2 separate regions of the Gadus morhua genome follow, and region 2 is linked to region 1. Evidence: chromatin contacts called from public Hi-C data. All regions are on one chromosome and are shown on one strand. The core of a region is the stretch at or near the end of the contact, and the rest is flanking DNA. Distances in the headings are between cores, read along the strand shown. Region 1 holds the start of tnni1d (troponin I, skeletal, slow d). Region 2 holds the start of slc6a1l (solute carrier family 6 member 1, like).

Region 1 (5,685 bases), core at 1,796-4,295:
GCTCCACCAGCCTCGTGGTGGTCCAGCCCACCCCCCCGTGGTGGTCCAGCCCACCCCCCCGGGGTGGGGGCTAGGATCCCGGCCACTCACTTGTAGTTCCTCCATCTTCAGCCCGGACAGCTGCAGGGGGGGCAGCTTCTCCCCGAGGTAGCGCTCCTTCTCCTCCTCACGGTCCTGACGCTCACACTCCAACGCCTCACACGCTCTGGTGAGGAGCAGGATCTGGGGGAGGGGGAGGGGGGGGGAGGGGGAGGGAGGGAGGGGAAGGGGGAGGGAGGAGGAGGGGAGGGAGGAGGAGGGGGAGGGGAGGGAGGAGGGAGGGGGAGTGGGAGGGAGGGAGGAGGAGGGGGAGGGGCAGGAGGGAGAGGGGGAGGGAGGAGGAGGGGGAGGGGGAGGAGGGGAAGGGGGAGGGAGGAGGAGGGGGAGGGAAGAGGAGTGGGAGGGGGAGGGAGGAGGAGTGGGAGGAGGAGGAGGGGGAGGGAGGAGGAGTGGGAGGGAGGGAAGAGGAGGAGCAGGAGGGAGAGGGGGAGGGAGGAGGGGAGGAACGAAGAGTGAGAGGAAGGAGGGAGGAGGAGGGGGGGTGGCAGGAAGGAAGGGAAGAGTGAGAGGAAGGAGGGAGGAGGAGGGGGGGTGGGAGGAAGGAAGGGAAGAGTGAGAGGAAGGAGGGAGGAGGAGGGGGTGTGGGAGGAAGAGGAGGGGGGGTGGGAGGAAGAGGAGGTTCAGTGCAGAACAGAAACAATTGAGGAACAGGAAAGCCTCGTTAAGTCCAACTAATCATGGGACTAATGCAGCAGAGCTCTGGGGGAAAGAATCTGCACATCTTTGAAAAGCACTTGAGGGACTTTGAACAGACAGGAGACGAATGCAGTGAATTCAGAAACGATGCGGTGCTAATGAATAGAGAGAGGAGACGTCACTTACTTTGAGGGAGAGCTTGCGAGACGCTGAGATCTTCGACTTGGGCTGGAGACCAAGAAAACATCGATCAATGAATCACTGCAGTTTTTTAGTTTGCTAGAGTTAACTGTACGCATATGTTGGTCAACTCAAATAATAGAAACACATGTTTTTTACTTTTTTCTATTGTACATATACGTAAAGGCGCAATATACTGCTGTATTCAGGGTGCGTAAATTCATTATAATTATTGTTGTATGCATCATTTCTAACACGTTACACATCACTTACATTTATGATTGCTCTGAGACCTCTAAGAGCACCTGTGAAGGTTGTTCATGAATACATTCATATTTTTAGGTTAAAGTTCATGACCACTTGCTATAACCGGGTGGCATATTAATAATGATAAGATAGGACTTTATTAATAGCATTGCGTCAAGTGGAAAGCAGGCTGCCATGTCAGGGCCTGGCTGATAACAACCCATTACTCTGAGTGCCAGGCCCCTCACTCTCTCTGTCTCTCCCTCCCTGTCTCCCTGGATGTCTCTCTCTCACTCTGTCTCTCTCTCTGACAGATAGAGTGCCAGGCCCCTCACTCTCTCTGTCTCTCCCTCCCTGTCTCCCTGGATGTCTCTCTCTCACTCTGTCTCTCTCTCTGACAGATAGAGTGCCAGGCCCCTCACTCTCTCTGTCTCTCCCTCCCTGTCTCCCTGGATTTCTCTCTCTCACTCTGTCTCTCTCTCTGACAGATAGAGTGCCAGGCCTCACTCTCTCTCACTCTCTGTATCTAGCCCTCTCTCCCTCTGTCCCTCTGCCAAGCAACGATGGCAGGCCACACTGCCACTCTGTCTTTGTCTCTATCTGACCCTGTCTCTCTCGCCATCTATTTCTCTGTATATGTCTCTGTCTGTCTGTCTGTCTGTCTGTCTGTCTGTCTGTCTCTCTCCCCCTCACTCTCTCTCCTCTCCCCCCCCCCCCCCCTCTCTCTCTCTCTCTCTCTCTCTCTCTCTCTCTCTCTCTCTCTCTCTCTCTCTCTCTCTCTCTCTCTCTCTCTCTCTCTCTCTCTCTCTCTCTGTCTCTCTGCCATGTCCCCGTCCTGGTTTCCATTCTGATGAGCCATGCAGGGACCGGCTGTGCTGGTCTTAATGTGGGTTGGATTAGCATGGGGCCGACCGTTGGCCGCTCACCTTAACCACCAGCTTTGGATTCATTGTTCCGGTTGGCGGGGTGTCACTCTACGCCACATGGAGACACACACACACACACACACACACACAGACACACCTTCACCAAATGGCAGGTCTATTCTGTGCTTCAGTTGGATTACGAGGCAGCGATCACGTGGGATCAATACATTCAATAAATAACATCACAGATGAACTACGATAACTTCACACGACCTCAACCTCACAATGTCTTTCGAATCGAATCGATTAGCATCACTGCAGTTCTAGGACTACTAACTATTACTACTATTAACTTATTCCAACAAACATCATGAATACAAACACATGATGTGGGCCACACACACTCACTCCTCTCTTACCTCACTGTAAGTCCAGCGTTCAGGCCAAAGACGCATGAGGGGAGAAGGGAAACATTAGTGCATTAGAGCCTTTTGGAATGAGCAATATTTTTCCATCCCATAATTGTGCATCAATGTAACATGATCAAGTGGTGTAGCCTCGGACATCGTTTAACAGAGGGCTGGAACGTGTACGTAGGACTCGCTTCCCCTTTATAGAGGCCACTCTCAGCAGAAACAGTCGGTTAAACACTCTCAGATAGAAGAACCTAACAAGAGACCGAAATATCTTCCTAAACCTGCAATGTCATCGAGTCCCATGGAGCAGAACGCATTAACAGCATCCTGCGTCCACCAGCGTCGTCCTCAACGTCCTCAACATTAACCAGATAACAAATCCTCGAAACGAATAAACGTTTGAAACTGGAAACACGAAAAGGCCAACTTCTTTCGATTGTTAAACACATAGTCAGTCAAATATTAAAAGTCTATCGAAAACCAAATCCACTATGAACATTTTCTATTGCTCATTTCGATGGTATACATTTAACACTCAGTTACCTGTATTGGTCGGGTGTGAGCTGTCTAGTGAGTAGCCAAACAAAGGAGCAGACAGACAATGAGGGGTCTTATAGGGGGAGCCTGCGGGGGCTAGGGGGGGGGTGGGGGTGGTGGGTGGTGGGTGAGTGAGTGTGTGTGGAGGGGGGCAGTGTTGCATATATAGAGCCGGCAGGAGGAATGTGGTGGCAGGAAGCCCAGCTGGAAAGAGCATGTTCCCAGACACTGCTGGGACAACAGTCAGACACATTGTAATGGGGTAATAATAAATCGGTGGGGGCATTACTTAAATGGTATTGCCCCGTGTATCAGCTTCTGTTGCCATAGATAATCATACTGTCTTTGCCCCCCCCCCCCCCCCCCCCCCCTCTCCCAATTCTCTCTCTCCCTCTCATCACCTCTCCTCTCTCTGCCTCTCCTCTTCCTCTCCCCCCCTCTCATCTCCTCTCTCTCTGGCCCTCCATCAACCCCTCTCTCTCCCCTTTATCTGTCAACCCCCCCCCCCCCCCAGACCACAGCCCCTGGTGTCTGCGAGGATTATGAGAGACATTAGGATGTGTTCAGTGTGTCTTGATAACTCAACTTTTTAAGGATTTCTTGAGGCTCAGCCACCTATCCACAAACGCAGCCCGTTTCAATCTATGGTATTGATAGAGATATATATATATATATATATATATACAGCGCCACACTGGCTCTGTGAAATAGGGACAGTAGTAAAGTGATCCAAATGGCCCTGGAGATCTTCCTTTCCCAACGCATGTAGAGAAGCACAGAGGGCCCCGACACCGGGCACCGCGCCCCGACACCGGGCACTGCGCCCCGACACCGGGCACCGCGCAAATAAATAATTGTAACTCGAATCTTTGAATGCACAGGTGTTTTGGGTGCATCTTATAGCCTACTAAACATCCAACACATTTGTGACACAGGTAGTTTTCAATCCAAAGGGTTGGAAAGACGAATTCTTACATTCTTTCATAAATGTATTAATAAGATAGCCATATTCAATACACATTATTTAGTGTCACAAGCTCTATCTGTTGACACTGAGTCGCCATCATGCGGTTACTTTGCGTCCTTCATCAGTGTCCGCCAAACTCGATTGACGGCAAACTAATATCAGCGCTTAACATCCGTTTCCTTGACCCTAGAACACGTTTAAACGTAATCAAAAAAATATTTGAAAATGTGTCGCAATCACCGTTACCATCAGCAACCACAACAACGACGAACGCATCAGCATCGCGGTCCACCCGGTCAGAAGATCCGTTGAATTCAATTCAAATCCAAACGGCCAGATAGGGGCAGCATTGCACCGCATTTGCGGCGGATCTCGGCGGGAATCGAGCTGCAGGCTGCAGGCTTTCAGGAGCACAAAAGAAGCACTTTGTCTGTGAGAGGGAGGGTTTAGTCGGGGGAGGGGGTGTTGGGGAGCAGGCGGAGGAGGAGGAGGAGGAGGAGGAGAGAGTCCTAATATATTATGCCCAATGTACTTTCACGGCCCCCCAACATCCAGGAGCACAAATAAAGTGGAGTGGCGAGGAGTGATTGGTGGACTGGGTGAGCGGTGTGTTTCCGACGGCCGCGAAGAAAGCCATCCCTTTCGTATCCGGATTTGCATCGGGATGCTTAAACAGGGGCTGGGCGGTGTGCAATAGGTGCAGACCGATTTGTAACATTACAGTACCGGTGGTAGTGGTGGTGGTGGTGGTGGCGAGGTGTTGGAACAGGCAGAAATTGGGGGTGCACACCCAAATAGGAGAAGCGGTAACACGAGCAGCAGCCATCTCACCCAAGGTGGGGGAGCGGGACCCGTAATCATTCAAAAGGACGGACGAGAGCTACCGAGGATAAGCAGGACAGGGCCAGGGTATCCTATGTTTTTGGCGATCGCGGCTTGCGGGAACATACCATTCATAGCGCTCTCCTTTCTCCGTGATGATAATGGATGCCGTATACATTCCTTAACTATCAGCAGCACCGGTGCATCCCAGGAGAGAAAAATACAGCCTTGGAATTCAATTTAGCAATATCCCCGGTTATTTTGACACTTGATGGTGACTTTAATCCCTGCCTGTTTGACGTGGGGGAGGAGGCAGACGCACGCCATGTCAGTACGATGCTACCGGAGCAAACTCTCGGTGTGGGCCGCCCTGTGCGTGCTGGTGCTGTGCTGGTTCTACGTGTTCCCGGTATACCGACTGCCAAGCTACGAGGAGATCGTGGACGAGGTGTCGAGAAAGGGTCACGTCTGGCAGAAGAATGACACGGGGATCCACGTTTACAGGTAGGGCACGAAGAGGACTCGTCGCAGTGTTACGCACTGGTTCATTGGGCTACGCGCACTCCTAGTGGTACTCTGGAGGCAAGATGTATCGGGGATACGGGCGGGGGGTCCTGGTTGTTGTTGTCATATTGGTTATGGACAATTATAGCAAAGATAGTTACATTTGTATTAGCCTTAGGCCCACATCTTTTTTCGCTTATGATTTGCATTTAGAAGCCAACTCGTGTGTGCAATATGTTATCCCCTGAGCATGTTGACATGCTAACGCATGCCAGGCTGACGTTGAAGCAAGCCAATGTTCAGCCGACTTGTGGTTGATCGAATAATGGGGGGCTGATCGTTGGGTTTGATCGCGAGTTATAGCGCCCCCTATCGCCAAAGATCTGTTTTACTTTTTGGAGACCTGCTCAAG
Region 2 (6,009 bases), core at 2,078-4,577, 130 kb before region 1:
CGTTTATCGTTTTTATCAAGTGTCTTTTCCCTTTTTCCCTTTGGCTTTGTAAGAGCCTTTTACTATTATAGATATGATACATTATATACTACATGTTATATAATCATTTTTGTAAAAACTGAACCAAAAAAATGTATAAACAGTATGTATGCAGTATGTTGTATATAAACTGAATATTAACAACATAACAAACCGTTTCTTTACGAGTAGTGAATATGTAGTGCAATTATATTCAGCGGGACAATATGTACCACATTCAACGTTTAAACGTCCCCGACTTCTCGATGAATGAATGAACACATCACACACACACTTCAAACAAGCCTCAACAGAAACATCTGGAAAGGAGTCAGAGTCCCTCTGATGGGCGGGGCCTATGTGAATGATGCCCCTGGGGGTGGGGGCGGGGCCTGTGTGAATGATGCCCTGGGGGGTGGGGGCGGGGCCTGTGTGAATGATGCCCTGGGGGGTGGGGGCGGGGCCTGTGTGAATGATGCCCTGGGGGGTGGGGGCGGGGCCTATGTGAATGATGTCCTGGGGGGTGGGGGCGGGGCCTATGTGAATGATGTCATGGGGGTGGGGGCGGGGCCTATGTGAATGATGTCGTGGGGGCGGGGCCTATGTGAATGATGTCGCGGGGGCGGGGCCGTACGGGATGGTCGGATGATCATCACTGGCATTCAATTAAAAAGGGAGGGGGAGGTGGAGGGAGGGGATGGAGGGGGAGGTGGAGGGGGAGGTGGAGGGAGGGGATGGAGGGGGAGGAGGGGGAGGTGGAGGGAGGGGATGGAGGTGGAGGGGGAGGAGGAGGGGGAGGTGGAGGGAGGGGATGGAGGGGGAGAGGGGAGATGGGGAGGAGGAGGTGGAGGGGTAGAGGGAGGCCCTCTCTTGGTGGTCTCCAAGGACCTCAGGAAGTGACCCCATAGGTCAGTAGAACTGAACCCCGAGGGCCAGAGAGCTGCCCCTGGTCCAATAACCCGTGTGTGATTGTGTGTGTGTGTGTTTGTGTGTGTCTGTGCGTGTGTTTGTTCAGAGACACCGTTCTCGGCCAATCAGAGGCCCCCGATCCAACATGTACGGTTGTAATGGACCAATGAGACGTTCTCCCCCCATGCCAACTCATTAGTGGCCGGTGGATTGTTAGCGGCTGTTGTTTTCCTTTATGTCATATTCCCATTTCCTTTATTGATGAGTTTGTTCCAGCGAGTGGCTTTGAATGGGCTGTGAATTCAGTGACCATATGCCATCGCTCTGATGCTACGAGTGGTTGTAAAGAAGGAACATCATTCGTCTTCCTTAGCTTAACGCGCTTAACAATCACAGAGTGTTAGGGAACAGAGTCTGGTCGGCCAATAAGATAAACAGAAATAACTCTACAAAGTGGAGGTTGATTGGAAAACCAATTTTCATCTGCAAAGGATGCAGTCTGTCCACAAAGGAATACTGTTATAGCTTCTTGCAATGCACCTTTAACCAAAAGGTTCTTAGTCATTTTCTTTGCGTATAACATGAGCTATTATCTTTTAATCTTTAGAAAGATATTTACGCCGTTTATTTCCTCTTCAGCTAGTTATTTTATGATACGTATATTATAAGGATTACTTCACTTATTCGCTTCCATGGGAGAATAAAGAAATCATGCGGCCATTTCTCTCTCATTTCATACGTGAGAATCCAAAGGGTTGACCGTGTGGCAGGGGGCTACACAATGGCTCCATCTTGTCATGCAGCCTCATACCTCTTCCTCGGTGCCTCATGAAGCCTGCAATCCTGTTTGTTGAGCTCAGCAAAAACTCTCCATAGACGTGATTGGAATGAGAGAAGATATAAAGTAGATAACTTATGTGCGCTGAGCCAGGCCCGTCTCCAACACCTGACCCTCTCTCTCCATCACCGTTTTTTGGGACCGGAATGACTAACAGCTTCCTGATAAATGCTCAGGCGTTAAAACACGGCGCTGTAATAGAGTGGTGGGATCCTCCGCGATGGGATTAGGCTTCGGCTCGATTGCCTATTATGCTTTTTTTTACTATGACTCACTCTGAGCTTTTGGCTGACGATACACTTTGAGGCAACGGTGTGAAATCTATCAGGGGAAGGGGGGGGTGAGAGAGAGAGAGAGAGAGAGAGAGAGAGAGAGAGAGAGAGAGAGAGAGAGAGAGAGAGAGAGAGAGAGAGAGAGAGAGAGAGAGAGAGAGAGAGAGAGAGAGAGAGAGAGAGAGAGAGAGAGAGAGAGAGAGAGAGAGAGAGAGAGAGAGAGAGAGAGAGAGAGAGAGAGAGAGAGAGCGAGCTGATTGTACACTGTAACCTAGGGTAATTAGTCACATGAGAAAGACTTTCAAACACAACAATGTCATCCAATGATGCCAAATCATTTCACGGTTCATTTACAAGATGTACATGCCCTATGTTCGATTGGTGTCGCATGATTTCTTTCAGGGTTTTCGGATTAAGGCCTTTAGGGTTGCGTTGTGCTTTTAGGTTTTGCTATCTGTGATGTATATTCTGATAGACTATAGCCTGTATCTATAGTAGCCGATTCATTCTATCTTTGATGCACAGTGTAGAGCTAAGCTGTAGTAGGTTCAAGATCCTGTTAACTGTGATGTAGACAACTACATTTTGGCATTAGGTGCAGTACACATGCTATCTGTAATATACAGCATTGATATCATGTAGCTAATGTACATGCTATCTGGAATGTATAGGAGTATATTTGAACCGTCAAAGACAAAACAAATACATAAAGATAAATCGTATATTTCCCTGGGAGTCAGGTGTTCAGCATTTACCTTGATAAGGCTTCTTTTTGGAAACTTTGAATGACTTATGTTACAAGTAAAGTGATTACAGCTATAATTGTGTTAATTTATTTATTTTACAGTTTATTAATGGGAGCATTCGGACTATTAGGACTGTGTGATTGTGTACGCCTTGGTGCAGGCCTGTGTGTGTGTGTGTGTGTGTGTGTGTGTTTGTGTGTTGTGGTCCATTTGGCAACTGTCTGAGGAAGTCAGCAGAAGGCTTTGCTTCTTGCCCAGAGATGACGGCCAGCATCCAACACACACACACACACACACACACACACACACACACGAATGCACATGCTGAGATGCACGCACGCGCACACACACCCTTGCCCCTTGCTTTGATGCACGTACACACGATGATACACACACACATGCGCCCGGATACAAAAACACACACACACACACACACACACACACACACACACACACACACACACACACACACACACACACACACACACACACACACACACACACACACGTCACCCACACCCACTGAGGGCAGCCCTGCCACCATATAGAGCTGGGTGATTGACCGTCTCCCACTTGCCTCTGGGTATGAGCAGTAATCAAATCCGACAACAGGTCGAAACTTTATTATCAGTCGGTCAATAGCAGGAACGGCCAGGGGGCACGCACAGAGGAAGTCCGAGAGCCGGCGGAGAGGGGAAAGTGAAATGTGAAAGGCAGGGGAAAAAAAACCACACTGAGGACCGAGAGCGCTGAGACTGAGCGTATAGGGCAGAGCTGCTGGAAGCGTTTCACAGGCGGCGCTCAATCTGGATTTACTGCTCGCCCCGACGTGTTTACGGACGTTTTTCGGAAGTCGAGCGTAAACGGAACCACGAGGAGGTGATGCCGCTGAGCTGAGCAGGTCCTTGGAGCGGTTCTCAGGTGGGTGTCGCTGTCCTCCTATTGGCTAGAACTCAAACTATGTATTTGTGCTGAAGGCCAATCTATGCTCCACAAAATGTTTATTAATAAAATATGTTTAGATGCAAGGGGTTTATTGTGGACGGAGGGAACATAGTGAAAGAAATCAAATTCCTTTTTATTCCAGGACTTTTTTCAAGAGTTGGTGGATACATTCAGTACAGTGTGGTGCATTCAGCAATATGTGAGGAATGTGTATTTTTGTGCATTACCTCTTAAATAAAAGAGGATGATGCACTATGATGAACCAATTTAGTTACATTTTCCTTTTATTTTGGTGTATGGCCTGCAGTGGTCTCTACAGGAGTGTTTTCTAAAAAGTTCAATCAATAGTGCTTTAATTATTACTAACTTGACCGTCAACTGAAAAATGAATAAACAACTATATTCTCTGAATTGAGCCCTTTGGACGCAATGGCACAATAGCTATTGCATTATGTATATCCGTCCTCTTCAGAAAAAAATATTTAAATGAAAGCTTCAAAGGGCTAGTGAAAGTATTGATTCATTTTTAATTGGATATATAGAAAGGGGGAATTTCAAAACATCGCTCCCATAAAGTATTTATGTTACTATTTTGGAAACAGTAACAAAAATGGAAACATGATTTACACAGAATTTGCTCAGGAGCAACTTACTTGAATTTAGTATATGAGAACCAGTGTTATATTTTAAACCAGTCTCAAATTAGAGTCTTCTGAACAAGTCTTATGAATAAGATTTGATTAGGATGCAATCATAGACCATCTACTAAACGGAAACATCGATCATTATCCAGATGCTCTCTCTGGCTCAGCATTGTGGTAGATCGTAGCCCTATCTTAGATCAGTACACCACGTGTGTCAGTCCAGGGGTCTCATTTATAACCGTTGCGTACGCACAAAACGGGGCTGAAAGTTGCGTACGTGACTTTTCACGCCAAGGTTGTGATCTATAAAAATCCAACTTGACGGGAAAATGTGCGCAGCCCTAAGCAAACTCTGACCCATGCGTACGCATGGTTTGGAGGAAAAGGAGAATTGGCGACACAGACGGTGTGGTGGTGAACTGAAGTCAGACCGAAGAATTGCAGAGTGAGAAGAACGATTATGTTTTATCATCGCCCTTCATCAATTTAATTTCAACCCGTATCATGCGTTAAATCCTAATCAGAATAATTTAAGTCCACTGCGTTATTTCTCAGTTATAACTCCAGAAATATCTCCTTAGAATAGAAATAAAAATAAATTCTCTATATTTAATCCCGTCACTCCATACTGTCCACTGACGGCGCGACTGCATGGAATAAAGCATCGGTCCAACATGTGTCAATAACATAATATTTTTATGTGACACTGTAAACACATGATCAAATGTCAATTAAATCCCAAGTGTGAAAAACCAATCCACACTCATCACAATCGTTGTCCGTTACTCTTGATGCTTTTCATGACAAATCAGGCATTAAAAAGGGGTTATGTTCAAGAACATTTTACGTGGGTAATTACAAACTGATTATCCAAGGCGTTCTCGTCAGTCTTATTACCGTAACCCTATAAATACAGAGGTGAGCGCCGTGGTAATGCTGCACCATATGGCACTTCTGGCGGACCATGCAGGATTCGGAGGGAGAGGGTATTTAGGGACCATAACGACTTATTGGTAGGCTACATAAAAATATGTAACTCTATGTCAGACCACTTCTTTTTTAATTCTGGGACTGTGCGCTCCGTGCTACTGACAGAGTTCACTGCTACAGCAACATGTTGCCCCTCACTCTGCTTTTTGTTGTTGGCGATTCCAATCCCATGACCGCCGAACAAAACTACCTTTCGGGCCTCCATCTCACCCACAAGTGTCTCCACTTCAACCTCCGTGAAATTTCGCTTTTTTGATTTTCTCAGTACTTCTGCCATTATTTCCAACAAGACATAATACCGGCATCTGAGTCTGTTTTATATGCAGATCGCATTCATGAGGTCATTTGCATTGACCATTTATGGTTAAAAAGGGGCGTGTAGAGGGCGGAACGTGAAGCTGATTCAGCTGCGCACAATTATAGTCAGTATGTGATTTATAAAGCAAAGATTGCGTACAGGTGTGCGTACGCAGTGTTTTATAAATCCGAATATTTTTTGGCGCACGCAAAACTTGGCTTCTGGGCGTACGCACATTTTTAGTAACGATCCCACGCACAGTTTTATAAATGAGACCCCAGGTGGGGACTTAAAGTTACCTTGAATATACTGGACCCTTCTCTCACAGTACCACATATACAAATGTGTT

The links. Hi-C and Micro-C count contacts between places; a contact is called where the count stands out from the background.
Region 2: a Hi-C map of heart shows a contact between it and region 1, with 6 times the contacts expected there. The contact joins the promoter of slc6a1l here to the promoter of tnni1d in region 1. A contact is called at or near these places in 3 of 6 Hi-C or Micro-C datasets (gill, gonad and heart).

What each region holds. Positions count from the first base shown.
Region 1 is chr19:16,842,780-16,848,464 of gadMor3.0, reverse strand. It overlaps tnni1d (troponin I, skeletal, slow d), which reads right to left and starts at 3,045. Exons shown (of 8, transcript XM_030341835.1): 1 at 2,987-3,045; 2 at 2,447-2,450; 3 at 2,088-2,135; 4 at 922-963; 5 at 91-222. The coding sequence starts at 2,111. st8sia1 (ST8 alpha-N-acetyl-neuraminide alpha-2,8-sialyltransferase 1) reads left to right here and starts at 4,405. Exons shown (of 5, transcript XM_030341834.1): 1 at 4,405-5,273. The coding sequence starts at 5,041.
Region 2 is chr19:16,976,574-16,982,582 of gadMor3.0, reverse strand. It overlaps slc6a1l (solute carrier family 6 member 1, like), which reads left to right and starts at 3,327. Exons shown (of 15, transcript XM_030342393.1): 1 at 3,327-3,704. It overlaps LOC115532545 (sodium- and chloride-dependent GABA transporter 2), which reads left to right. Exons shown (of 16, transcript XM_030342392.1): 16 at 1-179.